Linked DNA regions of Zea mays: regions 1 and 2 are each linked to region 3. A link is a contact called in public Hi-C data. All regions are on one chromosome and are shown on one strand. The core of a region is the stretch at or near the end of the contact, and the rest is flanking DNA. Distances in the headings are between cores, read along the strand shown. Region 1 holds the start of LOC100275742. Region 2 holds the start of LOC100282469. Region 3 holds the start of LOC100285888 (cationic amino acid transporter).

Evidence for each region. Hi-C and Micro-C count contacts between places; a contact is called where the count stands out from the background.
Region 1: a Hi-C map of bundle sheath shows a contact between it and region 3, with 4 times the contacts expected there. The contact joins the promoter of LOC100275742 here to the promoter of LOC100285888 in region 3. A contact is called at or near these places in 3 of 25 Hi-C or Micro-C datasets (bundle sheath, ear and leaf).
Region 2: a Hi-C map of ear shows a contact between it and region 3, with 1.7 times the contacts expected there. The contact joins the promoter of LOC100282469 here to the promoter of LOC100285888 in region 3. A contact is called at or near these places in 2 of 25 Hi-C or Micro-C datasets (ear and leaf).

The regions. Positions count from the first base shown.
Region 1 is chr1:65,500,862-65,503,561 of Zm-B73-REFERENCE-NAM-5.0, forward strand. LOC100275742 reads left to right here and starts at 1,291. Exons shown (of 10, transcript NM_001349523.1): 1 at 1,291-1,548. The coding sequence starts at 1,360.
Region 2 is chr1:64,759,420-64,762,119 of Zm-B73-REFERENCE-NAM-5.0, forward strand. It overlaps LOC100282469, which reads right to left and starts at 1,309. Exons shown (of 6, transcript NM_001155378.2): 1 at 1,079-1,309; 2 at 784-996; 3 at 595-709; 4 at 430-503. The coding sequence starts at 1,152. It also overlaps the pseudogene LOC103644675.
Region 3 is chr1:65,114,939-65,117,638 of Zm-B73-REFERENCE-NAM-5.0, forward strand. LOC100285888 (cationic amino acid transporter) reads right to left here and starts at 1,308. Exons shown (of 2, transcript NM_001158778.1): 1 at 298-1,308. The coding sequence starts at 1,174.

The DNA of each region.
Region 1 (2,700 bases), core at 41-2,540, 390 kb after region 3:
CGAGTGTCCTGGTGCTCCAGACACAGTCCGGTGGCACACCGGACAGTCCGGTGCGCCAGACCAGGGTGCCTTTTGGGATGTCTTTTGCTCTCTTTGTTTTACCCCTTTCTTGGTCTTTTTATTGGCTTATTGTGAACCTTTGGCACCTGTAGAACTTATAGACTAGAGCAAACTAGTTAGTCCAATTATTTGTGTTGGGCATTTCAATCACCAAAATCAATTAGGAAAAAGGTGTAAGCCTAATTCCCTTTCACTTCTTCATAGACAATACAAGTCTTCTCGAGGTTCTTGCAAACATCCTTCAAATGGGCAACAAGCTTTCCAACCTTACCCCCTTCAACTTCTGGGATACTACAACACATCCTATTCATGTTATGTAACAGTGAAGATTGCCTCCTCATCTCTTGAATGGCATATCACAGTGAGTTCTTGATGCTAACGTAATACTTCAAATCAACATGTTCCTGTACAAATAAAACTATTTGGTGATCAGGTGGACGACTAAGTTACCATGTTTGTGAAGAACTAACCCTAATTCGAATGAACAGCAGCCCTAAACCCTATTCCAAATGCGGCAAACGAAGAGAGAAACAAAATCAGTGACCTTGGAGTTATCTTCAACAAGGCTTCAATACTTCACAGCTTGGACGACAAGTTTAACCTTATCGACGACATTATTGGCAGATTGCACCGTCGCTCGTGCCTCCTCAGCCACCAACGCCGCACATCTAGCCTCCGCAGCTGCAACAGCCGCAACACGAGCAGCATCAACAACATCTGCCACAGCGACGACAGGAGCAATTCGATCCATGGGTGCGGCGGCTAGGGTTAGGTTGCGGCGGCTAGGGTTCGGTTGAGGAAGGGAGCTAAAGGAAAGGTAGTGGCGTACTAGGGAAACTGAAGAACAGCTAGGGTCCTTGGCGGCTAGGGTTCGGTGGTGAACTTGTAACGATAGCGGGTAACAGATGTGTGACGGTGTCAGTATCAATGTAATAATCGTCGTCCTTACCTGGCAATGGATTCGTCATGTCTATTTTAAAGTAAAGTATTTCCTCTGGTTTTTTATATAATCGAAAATCCTCTTGTTAGCCTCTATTTCGTCGAAGCCACGTCCGTGTCGTTTGATAATGGCAAAAGTCTCGTGTGTGGGGTGGTGGGGGTGGGGCTGTGTGAGACTATTGTTTTCGAGATTGCTAGCGAAAAGCATCTCAATCCCTGAATCGCACACCCAGCCAGAACGAACGCCAGAAGGCCCAGAACCGCTACCTCCTCCAATACACTTTCGTGGCTCCGCCGCAGCACGAAACCCTAGCTTCTGCATCTCCGCCCCCTCCACCTCCCCTCCGCGAAGCAGGCGAGATGTCGTCGGGCGGCGGTGGGGGGCAGCAGTTCCGCTACACGCAGACGCCGTCCAAGGTGCTGCACCTGCGGAACCTTCCGTGGGAGTGCGCGGAAGAGGAGCTCGTTGAGCTCTGCAAGCCCTTCGGCCGCATCATCAACACAAAGAGCGGCGTCGGCGCCAACCGCAACCAGGCCTTCGTCGAGTTCGTAAGTCCTTCACCCGCGGCTCACTCCTTCCTTCCTCTCGACCCTACCCATCGATATCATCCGCGATCCGGTCGGGAATTCGGGGGGGGGGGGGGGGGGGCACGCCGCCGGATTTTCTGTATGGTCTTGTACTTAGTACATGAAATTGATTTCATCAGCAGTTTAATTGTTGGCAAATCACTGGATCTAGCTAGGTTAACCTATGATATTGGTGTTTTATCAGCGCTCTGGATTTGGTTACGCTTGATTAAACCTGTTTGAGTGGACCGATCGATTCTTAAAGCTGCACAATTATGTTCTGTTGAGTTGGGTAAACCAGATATGATTAGGGAATTTGAGGGATTGTACATCGCTTTCAGCCTGCTTGTCTTTTGTTCTGTCAGATTGGTGAAGAGGATTTGAATCGATTGATAGGTTGTTCATAAGCAAAAGTTGTGGAAGATTAAGGGTCTGTTTGGTTGCGCTGTGGCTGTGAAAAAAGTTGCTGTGGGCTGTGAGCTGTGAAAAAAGTTGTTGTAGGCTGTAACCTGTTAAAAAGCTAAAAACCGTTTGGTGGAAACCACTAAAAGTCGTTAAAAATTCTTCGATATATGTTTTCACAGTTCTATCCGAAAAACCACTAAAAGCAGGTCAATGGGTGCTTTCAGATTTGCACTACGAGAAAGTCGGCTTTTAGAAAAAGATGCTTCCTGGATCTAGCCCTTTGATTGGCTTTTAGGGGGCAAAAGCCGCATCCAAAAGTCAAACTAAACACACCCTAAACCTTTTTTCTTACGGTTGCTGGATGGATTTTCTGGTTGGTGATTTGACTGTTCAAACTGGAGGTACATGTGGACATGTGGTACTCTTTTTTGTGTGTTTATGGTAGGATGCTCTGCTAGGATTTAGTGAATATTAATGACTGGTATAAAGTGTGTTTTCCCTTTCGTCCAATCATTTGTGTGTGGGTGGGCGGCGGCGGTGGTGGGTGAAGTAGTTGGGGGGCGCTGGTCGCTGCTCTAGCTCGACCAGCTGGTCGCCCGGCTTGCAAACATTGGTTGAGGCTGTGGATTTGACGTAACTCGAAAGCTCCCTTGCTCCAAGTCAAATCACTTGTAGTAACATATACTTGGATATACTCAAATGCTCATAGCAGGGTTACTTATGTGAAAT
Region 2 (2,700 bases), core at 59-2,558, 360 kb before region 3:
AGTGTATACCAATCAATGTAAGTCCAATTAAGCATAAACTAGATCATTAGCTAGCTTCCTTTTTCACACAATATTCTCAAGGACTTATTAGTTGCAATATGTAAGTATTTCAAGCCAAATTATTAAGCACTGTTAAGTGTGGACCAGACTTTTGTCAAACAAAAACAAATAGTGCAACAGAGAAAAGAAAATGTTGAGGCATTTAAACGATCTGTATCCAATTCAAAGACGGCATAAATTTTTATGTATGCACATCAATTCTGGCTTCTTGATTACACTAGTACATTTATCATCATGATATTTGGTACAACTTCCACGGTTTTCACCTTTAAGATACCATTCCAATCCAATTGAACCCTAAAATAGCATTCAACTAAGTCATAGCAAGCTTTACTCCAAATTAGAGCATATAATGATTGAAGAACGCACTCAATAGGCAGCTGAACTTCAGCAATGCCAGTTGTCCATTGTGTCGAGCTCTCCTCTGAGTTCTTCTTCTTTACCTGCAAGGAACAATATAATCATACCATCATCGCAGACCACAGAACAATGAGCATTCTCTGGTTGAGGAAATCGGTTGAGCCATGAGCAAACCTTGAGGTGGTCTGGCACGGTATAGAGCTCGTCCACATGGTCCATCTCTTCCTTGTGTCCCACATCAACCATCTTACCCCTCTTCTTCGCCAGCTCGGTCTCCACGTACCTCAACCTTCAGGTTAAGCCAACACGTACTCGTGTCAGTATTAGATGAAACGACATGCATATACAAGTGCAGCACAGTACATGTTGGGGTCCTCGATAGTGACGGCGGTCTCCTGAGCGAAGGTGTCCTGGAGGACGAGGTCCTCCTTCTCGGCCTCACCGGCGACCGCTGCCCCGGTGCCCAATAGACCACGGGCGGAGGACCCGTTAGTGGATGCGGCGGCGAGGTCGGCGGGGATACCCAGCTTCCTCTCCCGGAGCTTCTGCATGTACTTGATCTCCTCGAGGGCGATGCTGAAAGGGGAGGAAGCGAGGCAGGTATCAGCAAGAAGGCCCAACAGAGCAAGAGAGAGGAGAGGATTGGAGGGAGGGGTACCGGCGAGTGTCCTCGTCGTCGGAGCGGTCGTCAGTGTCCTGCTCGATGCCCCGCTTGCGGAAGTTTCGCGGCATGGTGGGGAGGTGTTGGGCTCCGGCGGGGTTAGAGGTAAGGAGAAGGGCGGGTAGGGCGACGACCGCCGGGGGTGTGGCCGGCGGCGAGGCGTGCAGGGCAGATTTGGGATCGAAGGGTTTGAATCCCGAACGACTTTTTCAGGTCCAGGCGGCCAGGCCCAGGCTTTGTTGGACAAACCACAGACCATGAACCGGATTAAGTTACAGTAACAGTCATGTGGGCCCGTCCGTCCTTCCCCGTTTTACGCTGAGTTCCAAGCGCAGTTTATTTCAGTTTATCAAAAAAGAAAAACCAAATCCAATAGATAATCTCAAAGTTCACAAATCTATGCTTCTATACTATATTTAAAGCATCAGTTTCAACGGTCGTCATGCGTCATTTTTTTTACAAATAACCCCTCACAGCTATTTCAAATTAATCTGCTGCACATTTATAGATGTCAAACGACGTCCGACACGGGCTAGATGCACGCGGCCCACAACTATGGCACAAGCACGTCATACCGGCCCGCTAACTGTGTCGGGCCAGCCCGTTAGACCGTCGATCCATTTAATTAAATCAGCGCACAGGCACGTCATGCCGGTCTGCTAAATGTTTCGGGTCAGCCCGTTAGCCCGTCGATCCATTTAATTAAATCAGCGTAAAATGCTAAAAACGGTGCAGGATGTGGGGTTCGAACCCATGCCCTCTCTACAACTATTAAGAGCCAATTGTAGACCGTGCCCCCGCCCCCGCCTCCGTGACCCCCGCGCACCCCGCTCAGGTCTGCACCCCGCTCAGGTCCGCCCTCCATGTTCTCCTCCGCGCCGAGCGGCGTGGTGCCTTCCTCCCTCCATGTTCTCCTCCGCGCCGACGAGGTGGTGGCCAAGTCCTCGCACAGCACGCTGTACCGCGCCGGGCTCAGCGCCGGCGAGGCCGTCGCGCTGCTCCGGTTCGTGCGCCCGGCCTGCGCCGCGGGCGCCGACGAGGCCCGCGCGGCCGCGCGGGCGCCGACGAGGCCCGCGCGGCCGCGCGGGCGCTCGGCGCCGCGCGCCACCCCAACCTCGTGCCGATCCGCGCGCTCTACATCGGCCCGCGCGGGGAGAAGCTGCTCGTCCACCCGTTCTACGCCGCCGGTTCGCTGCGCCGGTTGCTGCAAGGTCTGTCGTTTCCCCCTTCACGTCATCATCTGTTCTCGACCCAAACTAGCTTCGAGTAAGGCTAATCACGCGAAACGATCTGCTCGAGTGTCGGTATCGGTAAGATTTCCTGGTCCTGGTTCTGTCGCTTGGATTTACTGCAGAATTTGCACTTGGTCTCAGATTTAGATGATCTCGTCATCTCATGCCTGCGGGCTTCAGTAAAAGCGTCGCAGTCGCAGGCAATGATGCTTCGCAGATTAAGCAAATTGATGTGGTGGTTTGGTGGGTACTATGTTACAGCCTTGCAGGGTGGTTTTTTTTGGGTTACTTTTAGCCATGTGTCTTCACTGTTACGCTTTATGCTCTTGTCCTCAACTACACAAAGGGACAGTTCATAAAGTGCTTAGTAAAATTTTCATGGTTGGT
Region 3 (2,700 bases), core at 58-2,557:
TAGGGCTTTAGGCCAGTTTCCACTTTCCAGTCAAGGTATCCCTCCAAAAAAAAATAAAAAAAAAATATTGGGGGCATATTTTTACGTGGTGGGCGACGCTTGCTACTAGTAGTTGTTTATCATTCGATCTGATTTGATTTGACTCTTTCTGCAACAGGTTACCGACTATTCAATCTTACCGCATATAAAATCTCTATAGACGACGCCATCAGGATTGCGGACCACATGGCATGGGCAGCATCGGAGGAGACGGCTCTGCTGGTAGAATAGAACAGGAACAGATTGGATACCACGCACCTGCGGCATCTGCGAAGAAGCCGTTCCCCCAGCTTTCAGGCGCGACGTCGATGGCGCCGGTGGCCGCCATGAGCGGCAGCAGGTAGCCGAGCGACGTCATGGAGACGGCGGACACGAGCGCCTTGGGGAGCGTCTTCCCGGGCCGCTCCACCTCGCCGGCCATGGTGCTGACGCTGTCCCAGTAGTTGAGGTTCCAGAAGAGCGTGTTGAAGAAGAGCTTCCAGTCCCTCTCGGCGGCGACGACGCGCCACCGCCGCGGGCGGATCTTGGGCAGCGCGGCGCCGGACATGACCAGGAACGGCGAGAGCGAGGCGACGCCGAGCCCCACCGCGGACCAGCCCACGACGGTGAGCCCCGTGTAGTTGACGAACGTGAGCGCCACGTTGAAGGCGACGATGGTGGCGACGCGGGCCCCGCCCCCGGACACGGCGGGCGCGACGCGGGCCAGGTAGTCGGCGCACAGCGCCGGGAACGCGGCGCCGTTGATGGCGCTGGACACGTACTTCCAGGTGCCCATGAGGGAGCCCGAGAACGGGCCGAAGGCGCGGTCGGCCCACAGCACGAAGCCGCCGTTGCCCGGCATCGCCGTGGAGAGCTCCGCGGTGACCAGCGCCTCCGGGATGGCCCAGATGAAGGGGAAGATGAGGAAGCCCAGCAGCGCGTACAGCGGGCCCGCGGCCTGCACCGCCGGCTCCGCGCCGTAGGGACCCCCCGCCACCTCGAAGAAGATGAGGAAGATGAGCGGCACCAGGGACAGCTTGTGCCCGCCGCCGCCGCCTGACCTGAACCCGACTCCTTCGCCGCCGTCAGCGGCGGCGTTCTTTTCCTCGGCTGCGTCTCCCTCGACTCCGACTCCGAGATGGGCGTCGCGAGACATGCCGTCGCCGATCGTGGACGCCAGGCGGGGAGGGGTGAGCAGGGGCAGGGATGGCGCCGGCAACTGACCGTGGACGCGAACGCGATGGACTGATTAGTTGTCGGATGTGAACTGTGATGCCGGTCGACTTCTGCGCCACTGGTACGCTGCGTTTGCAGGCATTTTATTCGCGGAAACTGCTCTCGTCTTTCCAAAGACCCGCGGTCGGTGTGCCGGTCTACAACCGATGCAGATGCAGATTCGTGGTCTGAAACCCTTTGACACACATTTTTTTTCCTCTCGCCACAAAATCTAAATATTCCATTCACTAGTAGTAATATCTATAAAAATATTTATTTCAAATAAAATAAAATAGCGTTCTCCTCGTTCCAAACTACAGAAGACATTCCAATGTTACTGCATCTCAAGGTTTTTATACAATAAAAATAGAGAATACATTTTTTTGATACCAAATAACTATTGTCTGCAAAGATGTTGCGTGCCCACACAACTCGGGATTGTGCCGCACCGCCACCAACCTTTGACGTGCGTGGTGACTGATGAGCATCATTCGTTCCTGAATAATAAAAAATATATATGGGCACGCGTCTATTGCCTGCCGTTGACTCTCCATCGTGCAATCTGCAGGATGGCGATCAGTGGCATTAACATTAACCTTTTTTCTCATTCACGTGCCTGTGTTTGCCTTCACAACAATCAGATTATTACAACGTCCGAAACCCCGTACCCTCACAAAGCAAAACTTGGGTGGAAAGCGAGTGTGAAGGGGAGGGAGGGCAGCTTCAGTTTGATATCGCACGTAAAGGAGGCCCAAACAAATAACCCACACGATACTATACATAGTGGATCTGGTGGTCGACATCACACAATTAACTCGTGTCGAAAGTCTGAGCTGCTTCTAGTTGCGTCTGAATCGAAAGATATCGATAGAGATTAAATTAACTTTTACTCAATTTTGACTATGGAGGGATTTAATACCCTCCAATCCGCAAGCGAACAAGCCCAAAGTGGGCATTAGACAATCCGCATTGGTTTTCCTAAATTTCTCATTCTATATCACTTGTTTGCGTCACATCGTTAACATTTTATCCTCTATTTTCTCATCTCCTGCAGCGGTTTTCACTAAATACTCTCCCTATCGTCGTGGCCAATACCCTCCAATCACATTCGATCAGACGCAAGGGAAACAAACCCCAAGTGGGCATTAGCAGCATCTCAAGGTTCGTGGATTTTAGGGCCAATGTTCTGATGCAGCAACTAGCAACCGGCCGCCGGACAGATGCAAAATGCTCCTGACTGGGTCGGCCGCGAGAACGTTCGCACGAAAAATTCCAAGAGAACACAATAATTATATGGCGAAAGAACTTAAGCAGCACGCTTCAAGCCCAAAGAACTAAAGAATCTGAAGTCGCCTTCGCACTCTTCATATATTTACCCTAGCTTCTCATAGGAAACTAAACATGTGATGATTTTTGTTCATGTAGAGTGTGTGCCCTTCGATGGCGAAGGTGAAACATTTCTTCAGT